Linked DNA regions of Sus scrofa: regions 1 and 2 are each linked to region 3. A link is a contact called in public Hi-C and HiChIP or PLAC-seq data. All regions are on one chromosome and are shown on one strand. Each heading gives the region's core, a stretch centred on a gene start, on an enhancer-like site or on the middle of the called end of the contact. The rest is flanking DNA. Distances are from core to core; before and after follow the strand shown.

Evidence for each region. A called contact is a pair of places that touch in the nucleus more often than the background predicts. HiChIP or PLAC-seq counts read pairs in DNA pulled down with a chosen protein or histone mark.
Region 1: a contact with region 3 is called in an H3K27ac HiChIP or PLAC-seq map of alveolar macrophages. The contact joins the promoter of BET1L here to the promoter of PGGHG in region 3. A contact is called at or near these places in 1 of 5 promoter capture datasets (fetal liver), 3 of 47 Hi-C or Micro-C datasets (blood, embryonic fibroblasts and fetal liver) and 1 of 2 datasets of contacts at active chromatin or transcription factors (alveolar macrophages).
Region 2: a contact with region 3 is called in a Hi-C map of alveolar macrophages, with 2.3 times the contacts expected there. The contact joins the promoter of B4GALNT4 here to the promoter of PGGHG in region 3. A contact is called at or near these places in 2 of 5 promoter capture datasets (fetal skeletal muscle and liver) and 4 of 47 Hi-C or Micro-C datasets (alveolar macrophages, blood, embryonic fibroblasts and 1 more).

What each region holds. Positions count from the first base shown.
Region 1 is chr2:30,472-33,564 of Sscrofa11.1, reverse strand. It overlaps BET1L (BET1-like protein), which reads left to right and starts at 1,605. Exons shown (of 3, transcript XM_021082526.1): 1 at 1,605-3,063. The coding sequence starts at 3,045. It overlaps RIC8A (synembryn-A), which reads right to left and starts at 1,430. Exons shown (of 10, transcript XM_003124225.4): 1 at 1,188-1,430; 2 at 865-912; 3 at 188-778. The coding sequence starts at 1,271.
Region 2 is chr2:191,486-194,185 of Sscrofa11.1, reverse strand. It overlaps B4GALNT4 (N-acetyl-beta-glucosaminyl-glycoprotein 4-beta-N-acetylgalactosaminyltransferase 1), which reads right to left and starts at 1,283. Exons shown (of 20, transcript XM_021082536.1): 1 at 840-1,283. The coding sequence starts at 990. LOC102166195 (a long non-coding RNA gene) reads left to right here and starts at 1,389. Exons shown (of 4, transcript XR_002341370.1): 1 at 1,389-1,495.
Region 3 is chr2:97,805-100,891 of Sscrofa11.1, reverse strand. PGGHG (protein-glucosylgalactosylhydroxylysine glucosidase) reads right to left here and starts at 1,638. Exons shown (of 15, transcript XM_005655041.3): 1 at 1,499-1,638; 2 at 1,350-1,409; 3 at 800-1,083; 4 at 278-488; 5 at 1-203. The coding sequence starts at 1,058.

The DNA.
Region 1 (3,093 bases), core at 356-2,855, 67 kb after region 3:
GATACGCGCTCTGATTCCTCGATGCCCTTATACGGAACGGGCACCTCCCTGCCTCCTCCTGACAAGCGCTGCTGTGCAGATGTCCTCCTGGTCCGACACCCAGAAACTTGAGGGTACCTGGCAGAGAGGCAGGTCCCGGAAGCATCCTAGTTGTTAAGCCCAACCGAAGGCTGAGGCCAGCCCTCACCTCATCCACCTCCCTCTTGATGGAGTCGAAGGTGATGTTGAAAAGCACTTTGAGGATCTCCATGGCCCGTTCGGTCTCCTGGGAAGGAAGGAGTTCCGGGGGTCCCTCTCCAGGGGTCATTCCCAGCGTCAGCTCCAGTGCCTCGGTCAGCAGGTGCACTCCCTGCAGCTCCTCAAACAGCTGCCTGCGCACATCAGTGCGAAGCGCCGTTAGCAAGAAGAGGAGGCGCAAGTCAAAGAACTGGACGTCATGCGGGAAGCTGCTCTGGCGGTACAGTCTCACTCGCTCTGCGAGCCTCACCACTAGCCCCGCCTCTGCGGCGAGCACCTGTGCCACGGAGCTGCTCAGCACGAGGTTGCACAGGCACTTAAGGGACTCGAGCACAACATCCATGTCCAGAGTCTCAGGACACGACCCCTTCGAAGCAGAGATGCCAGCATAGCAGGCAAGCGCTTGCAGGCTCTGGCGGCTGGTGAACGAGTCCAGGCAGCTGCGGTCCCTCGACAGGATGCGGATGCTCTGCAGCCAGATGACTCGGCGGGAAGGTGACAAGCCCTGCTCCAGGACTGAGACCAGCAGCTCCGCCAGTCTCTGTGGGCAGGGGAATAGAGCGGTTCCATCAGGCTCCTCTACCTGGGCCACCCGTCCCTGCCCCTTTACCCTTGATAAGCACCCACCTTCCTGTCCTCCTGTTGGGCATCGTCAAACGTGAAGCTCTGGGAGTTCTGCAAACAGACCCAGAAGATTAGGAGGCACAGGTCCACCGAAGCAGAATCCGAGCTCCAAGGCCGCAGACACCGCTCTCAATAGACAGGGCTCCCTTTCCCCACGGCACCCCCAGCAACTCTTCAAAGACTCGGTGCCCCTCCCCGCCGTGCTCGCCAACACCCTCAGCCTTCCGCCACGCTCACCACTCACACCCTCCCCGCCGGCCACGCGCGCGGGACCCACCCAGCCCCACCTCCTCCCTGCGCGTCCCACGTCCATAGCTCCCGCTCACCTCCCGGTTGTAGGCGCGCAGAGCCTCCATAACCACGTCCTCCTCCCCCGTCTCTATAGCATCCACTACCGCCCGAGGCTCCATGGCGCTCCCGGGACCCCGGCCCGAGGAAGCGGAAGGTACCTCGCTCCAAGGCTCTGGGCCCCAGACGGCCCGCCCGGCCCTAGCTCGGCGCGCGGGGGAGGCCGGGAAGGGGCGTGCGCGGCGCCGCGCGGGCGGGGGCCCGGGCTGCGCGCGGCGCCGCGCGGGGCGGGGGCCCGGGCTGCGCGCGGCGCCGCGCGGGGCGGGGGCCCGGGCTGCGCGCGGCGCCGCGCGGGGCGGGGGCCCGGGCTGCGCGCGGCGCCGCGCGGGGCGGGGGCCCGGGCTGCGCGCGGCGCCGCGCGGGGCGGGGGCCCGGGCTGCGCGCGCCTTAAAGTGGAGAGGCCTAGAAGAGCCCTCGGGAATTTAAAGGCTTTGATGTCTAGTCACGTTGCCTTTCAGTGTCCGACTCAGTGGTTATCCGACCACGGGCCTGAATCGCTCCGGCTCCGAGCAGTGAATTCCCTACGGGAGAGGGCCTTAGCTTCTCACCCCGCTATTACACGCACACTACACCCCTCTTGATGTACAGAACGAATGAGATGTTCCGAGGAAAGACGAAGTGGAAAGGACTTTGCAGCCCCGGGACCACTTTGTTTATTAAGCAGGCGTTTGAGGGCCTACAGCATGCAAGGAACCAGGATGTGGGTGAACAGAACCCACAGGTCCTTGCCTTCGTGGAGCTTATATTGCAGAGGTGAAAACAAAAACGGGAAAACGGGAAGACTTTAAGCAGTCATAGTGCTGTGATTGAAAAAGGGGCCTGATGGGCTCCAAGGGGATTTGAATAAGTGTCGCTTTTGCTGAGACCAGAGGAAGAAGTGAGCCAGGAAGGGATGTGGGGGAAGTTCATTCAAGGCCGAAGGAGCCGGCAGAGTAAAGGTGGGAATGGCCGTTGTAGGAGAAAGAGATCATTGTTGGGGCTGAGAGACAGGGGAGAGTGGGGAGGGAAGGTCCAGGTCAGGATGAAGGCAAAGCCTGATCATGTGCAGGGACTTCCTGGCTGTGTAAGCAGACACATCTTCTGGCCTGGACCCAGTTCCCTCTTTTGAAAAGCAGAGATGATAAAAGGTCCCATTTCGGTGGGTTGTCAGCACTAAACGACACAGAGTGAATGCTCCATTACAGTGGGTGAATAACATATACTCCACCCACTGCGCAACAAGCCTTTGTTGAGCATCTATTTTGTGCCAGACCCCTTGTCAGTGCCCGGGTGCAAGGTCGCAGCACCGGCTCCTCCTGCCCCTAACTCCCCTCACGCTCCCACTCTTCTTCCTGATTTCCCGTTTTCCTTCAAGTGCTTCATCCCTGAGATTTTTGCAGCGCTCGCTTGTTCCAGGCACTGATCCCCTCTTTATCCCGCCGGCAGCATCTGGAGCGTGCTTCACACCGAGTCCTCGCCTTAACCGCACCGCAGCCGGGCGGGCCTCGGACCCCGGGCCGTGTCGCCGCGAGGAGCCTCTCTCGCCTGAGAAAGGGCCGTGAGCTCTTTCCAGTTAGGATTTGACACCGCCTTCGGCAGGAATGGCCGCGGAATTGTCTGTCGGCACCATGATGCTATTAAAAACGATAACCTTCCAGCAGTCCCAGGAGCGAACCAGCGGCCCTGTTCACAAGGCAGGCGGTGGAGGAAACGTCAGTTCTTCTCCGTCCAGCCCGCTCGCCCGCTCGGCCGGAAGTTGGAGGGCCCCGGGCGGAAGGGGCGGGACGGGAAGTCCCTCCCCGACGGCTGCGCCACATCCCGGGAGGCTGTAGCTCTGCGGGTCCGTGCTGGGCGCGATGGCGGACTGGGCTCGGGGTGAGCATTGGGGAGCGGAGGCAGGTGGCG
Region 2 (2,700 bases), core at 34-2,533, 94 kb before region 3:
GCCAGGAACAGCTTGGCTGGGCTCTCCCTTGCCCTGCCTGAGGTGCATGCTTCTCTCTCTCTCTCATCACCTTCCCACCAAGGTTCTAGGCCCTCTGCCTCCCCCTCCCCCAAATATTATGTGTCAAAGGTCACCACCTAAAGAAGCCCTCCGGGATTCCCCCTGCTAAGGTGCAACCCCCCACCCCCACCTCTGGCTCTTTACCACAGTGCTCACCATGACCGGATTTGTCCACTGTCCTCCCTGGGGCGTGAGCTCCAGGAGCCTGAGAGTTCACTCCAGACAGTTCGGGGCTCCCCAGGCTGGAACCCCAAGCCCATGCCTTACGCCCCAACACACAAACTCCTCAGACCTGGATCACAGGTTTGCCTAAGGTGCCTCCTCCACGAAGCGTCCCAACTCCAAGGGTCAGCTCCCCGCAGCCAGCACCCATCCCCCTCCCCAGGAGACAGGGAAACTGAGGCTCTGCTAAGTAGGTAAGCGGTGGAGGAGCTGCCAGACTTGGCCTCTCAGAAATCCCAGCATGCCTGGGAGCGGAGGTCTCTCCAAGAGACCACCGTTAACCCCGTCACGACCCACTCCAGGCCTGATCCCGGAGTCCGCCCAGGTTCGGGGACGCTCGCCAAGAGGGTCGCGCACGTCCCCGCAGACATCACCGGCGTTCGGGCCGACCCGAACCGCGCCCCCTGTTCCAATATCGCCGAGCTGGGAAGGGCGGTCAGGGTCTCCTGGAGGGCCTGGCTCACGCAGAGACCCGGACGGGAAGGGAAGGCCTGGGCCCGGCGCTGCTCGGGGCCCTTACCGCCCCCCGCCCCGAGGGCGCGCGCCCCCTCCCGTACCTCGCCCGTAGCCCAGCCGCTGGCGCAGCGCGCGGCCCTGGCGCACCAGGCTCAGGTGCACGTACGTGAGCCACGCGGCGCAGGTGAGCAGCACCAGCAGAAGCAGCAGCTTGATCTGTTTGCGGATCTTCTTCACCGGGAACCACGGCATCGCGGCCGGCCCCGCCCCGCCCCGGGACGCACTCAGTGGCGCCGCTGCGGCCCCCGGCTCCCGTGCGCCCCGCGCCGGGTCCCCCAGCCCCGCATGGCCCTTTGTCCGCCGCCCGCGGCCACAGGGTGCGGCCGCGACACCAGACTGCCCCTGGCCGAGGGCCCAGGGTGGGCGGTGGAGGGACTCCTGACGGTGCCCCTGCCCGGCCCCGCCCGGCCACTCGGGCTCCACGCTCTGGGGGCCGCGGCGGGACCGAGCAGCATCCACGCTGCGGTGCTACCCACCGTGAAACGGGCCCGGCCGCCGCGCCGCGAGGGCCAATCCGGGTCCGGCCAGCCTGCGGGGAGCCAATCCGCAGCGTGGGAGGCGGGGTCGGCGTGTTAGGGTGTGCCCGCCGCTTGTCTCCACGCAACGCGCGCGCATCCACCTGGGCGCGCCGGCCCGGAGCAGCGCGGGGGCTCGGGGACCCGGGGATGCGGAGGACCCGGGATGCCTGTATGCGGAGGTGAGTGGGCTACGGGACAGGAGTCAAGGGTCTGAGAGTGCACGGGGCAGGGGGTGGTGCACAGGGCGGGGGGATGCGGGGCAGGGGAAGCCAGGGACACAAGGTGTGGTGATGGAGGATGCTGGAGGCGCAGGCCATGGGTTGGGGGACAGTGGGCACACGGGGAACAAGGGTGTAGGGACGGGTGATGGGGAGGCCCTAGGAGCTTGGGGAATGTGAGGGGAGGGATGTGGGCAGCCTGGGCTTGGAGTTGGGGAGACCCTCCAACTCCGACCAGGAGGAATGCGGCTCAAAGTCAAGAAAAGAAACAGCAAGTTTTGGGAAAAACACAGAGAGAAGGTGACGATGGTGGGTCAGGGTGGCTGGGTGTGTAGGGGTGGACAGGCTCCATGCAGGCAAGACTGAGAGGGTCTCAAAAGCACATGGCTTCACCCTGAAGGGCATGAGGAACCACCAAGGGACCTCAGCTTGGAGAGCCAGGGTCTGGCCTGGCTGCCACGTGGACAGGGGCAGCAGAAGGGCAAGGTGGTGGCCTCCGCCAAGGCAGAGTGAAGATGGAGGTGCACAGGCAGAAGAGGCAGGGCCATGTGCGAGGGAACAGGAGGGAACCCTTCTGTGTCTGAGCTGAGTGGTGGGGTCCAAGGGGTGGCTCTTGCTGCACTGGAGGTGGGGGGGGGCAGGTGTGGGTTGCTGATGAACTGTGCCCCACTTGGTTCCCAGTCTTGCCCAGGCCTCCTCAACCCCTCCCTGTCCCATCTCCAGCCTTCCCTTTACCCAGCTGCCAGCCTGACTCTTTTCTCTGTCCCTCCCTCCATCTCTTCCAGTTTTCTGTTACTGTGTAACAAGCCAGGTTGTAAAACAGCTGTTGCTTAAGCACATGGCTTCTGTGGTTTGGGAATTCAGATGGGGCCCCACAGGACAGCTCTCCTCTGCCCCAGGATGTCTCTGGCCTCAGGTGGGAAGATGTGGCCAGCTGGGGGTGACTCTGGTGGCCAGGCCGGAGTCGTCTGGGGCCTTCTGGGCCCTTGAGTCCGAGCTCGGCGGGATGATTAGGCAGAGCACCTGGGCATGGCCTCTCCAGGGCGGTGGCCTCCGGGCTCCAGCAAAGGGGATCCCGTGAGTCACCACACCCCAGTTCTGCCACATGCTGTCACAGACCACCCAGGCGTGAGAGGAGGGGCTGTGGGCCCCACTTCCTCTTGGGA
Region 3 (3,087 bases), core at 389-2,888:
CCCTGACCTGCAGCTGCAGGGCCTCGGCGAGGCAGGCCTGGGTCTCGGCCTGGCTGCCAGCTACCACCGTCAGGAACTCCCATGTCCCATTCTCCTCCCCTTCCCCAAGGGTCAAGGCTGGGGGTACTGGTGTCCACAGCATGTGCACCTCCTGCTGGGCACCCCCGGGCTGCTCTGTGGTGAGCGTGTGGCCATACAGGTACCTGCAAGGGCATGGCTGTGTCTCAGGGACCGGCTCCACCTCCCGCCACCCGGCCGCCCCCTGCCCCCTCCTCACCGGGCTCCCTGGAAGTCAGGACCCAGGTGCAGGTCCAGGTCGGGGCTTTCTGGGGAGAAGGCTGACCGCAGCCGCACTGTGATGGGCCAGCTCCTCGCAGCCAGGCGGGTGATGGCCACGCTGAAGGTCAGGACGTGAGGCAGCACGCGGTGGGCACAGATGCGCTGGGAAACCCGGAAGCTGGGGCCCTCCAGGGTGTGCAGAAAGGAGCCTGGGGCAGGACGGAGGGGAGGGCAGGGCCATTCACCCACCCAGCTTGGGGCCGCCGAGGACAGTCCCAAGCTGCCACCTTTTTGAGCTGGGAGTGGAGCCCCAACTGCCGTCCGGGAGCTACAGCCACACAGGAGGCCCCAGGCTCCTGGCCGTTCAGGAGGCCCGCCGGCTAAAGACCTCACAAAGGGGCTGCTCAGGGCCTTCTTTCTTTGGGAGCCGGCCGTCCCGAGTGAGGACGGGGCCCCTGGCGGTTCTCCCACTCACCTGGAGCAGTGGTGGGAGGTGTGGGGCCCGGTAGGCGGGGGCTACCTGTGTTAGTGTCCAGGGCGAAGGTGTTGATCAGCTGCTCTCCTGCCCCTGCAGGGGCCTCCAGCTGGACATTGAGGGGACTGGGCAGAATGGCCCGGTGCGTTTCCCCCGAAGCCCCATTGTACACGCCACTCACATGCAGTGTGTCATGATACACGCGTGTGCCTAAGTAGGCGTTGGTCACGGTGGCCAAGAGGCGGGGGTCACTGGGCAGAGAATGGGCAGTGAATACGGTGGGGTCCCTGCCAGCATCCTCCATGGAACACTTTGCTCAGTGGAGCGGCCTAGAGAAGGGGGAGTCAGAGGGCCCCACAATTGGCTGGGCTGCTCTCTTCTGACAGCCTCTAAACCCCAAAGCCGGCCTTGGAACTTGGCTGATGGCACTCACAGGTGGAGGGAGGGGTGTGGGCCCACTTGGGCAGCCCTGATTTTCCAGGCCTCCTACTCTTAAGCCCCCTCAGGAAACACCCTCACCCTGAGATGCTCGCCGACCGCCCCCCACCCCCAAGTACTGATCTCCAGGGACCGAACGGAGTCCCCAGATTCCCACCTGAGGACCTCAATCCTAACCCTTCCAGCTCTCTCCAGGTGGCGCAGCCACGGCCCTGTCCTGCTGGTGGGAAGAGAGGGGACTTCAGCCCAGGGGACTCGTCCTCAGGAAGCCAGACGGAGTTTGGGGTGGGGGTCTCTGGGGCTCACCGCAGCCTTGTGGGTCCCTGGGCTGCAGCCGGGTCAGCGCCACCCCTCCGCCACTGGAGAGAGAAGTAGCCGAGCGGCCGAGTCAGCCGGAAGGCCCCGCGGTCCCCGTCCAAGGGCCTCGCGGGGCGGGCCTCAGCGCTTCCCCACCCCTGGGGCGGGACAGGATGCAGCCTCCGCCGCCCCGCCTGCAAAGCCGCCCGGTGGGTCACGGACCTGCTGGGCGTGGCTTGGGGGAACCCGCAGGAGGAGCCCAGTGCAAAGGGTGGATCTGAGAGGGCCCTGGGGCTTTCGGCTGAGGTGGCCCCTCTCCCGGCTCCCATTCCTCCCTGGCTCCTGGACGGAGAGGGCAGGCTGGAGACCCCGGTGCCGGAGACCCTCCTGCCTTTCTCAGGGCGGCTTTCTGGCTCTCCCCAGCCTCTTCTCTCAGTCTCTGTCTCCTTCCTTGTCCCCCTGCCCCGTCTGGCCCTTGTCTCTCTAGCCCTGATCTGACCCAGATGACGATGCTGTCTGCTTGTCCAGCCAGATGTGTCCCCCAAACCTGCTCTTCCTGTGGCCTCCTCCAGCACAGGCAATGGTGACTTCACCTGTCCAGCTGCTCAGGTGCCCTGTGTCCCCACACTCACATCCGTCCAGGAGGCCCCCTTCCAGAGCAGGCTGGCTCTCACCATCCCCTCTTAGAGGTCCTCCTGGGTCGGTGCAGTCCTGCTCTGGCCCTCACCGTCCTTGTTAGCAGGGCCACAGCCACCCTGTGAGGGATCAGAGTCTGCTAGGAGCGTGCAGTGGTGCCCATCTCAGCGGCAGGATGAGCCATCCAGGGCTCCCTCCCCCAGCCCACTGCTGCCACCCAGGCTTCCTTGCTGCTTCTGCACTGTTCTAAGTGTGCACTTAGTCAGGGACGGGGTGTGTCCATCTGTTGCAGTCTAACCCCCAGTGTGAAGGTACTTGGAGCTGGGGCCTTTGGGGCATAATTAGCTCAAAAATTGTCAAGAATGGGATTTGTGCCCTTAGAAGAGGCCCGAGAGCTTGCTCTCTTTCCAGCCTGGCTGGACACAGCCAGAAGACAGCCACCCGCAACCAGGAAACACCAAATGGACGGGCATCTCGACCTTGGACTGCCTGTCCTCCAGGACTGTGAGAAACGCACTTCTGTTGTGGACAAGCCACGCAGTCCAGGTTGTAGACGCCCCAGCCGGCAAAGCCACGCCCTGTCACGGCCCTTCCACGGCCTCCACTGCCATTTCTTCAAGGCACCTTGAGACCGCTCCCTCACTTCCGTCCGCCCCACACGCCCCATCCTCACCTGGATGTCCCCAGACTCCTCACGGTCAGAGGAACCCCCGGCTCCACCCCCAGCCCTGCTTCCCTTCCTCCACAGCCCCTGTCTGCCGCCTGGAAGGCACTCGAAGAGGGCAGAAGTTTTATCTGTTTTGTGAATGAATAACTGGATTTGAAAATGGATTGCGGGAGGTCCTTTGTGGTTCAGCAGGCTAAGGGGCTGGCATTGTCCCTGCTGCAGCTCAAGTGGCTGCTTTGGTGCGGGTGTGATCCCTGGCCTGGGAACTTCCACATGCCATGGGTGTGGCCAAAAA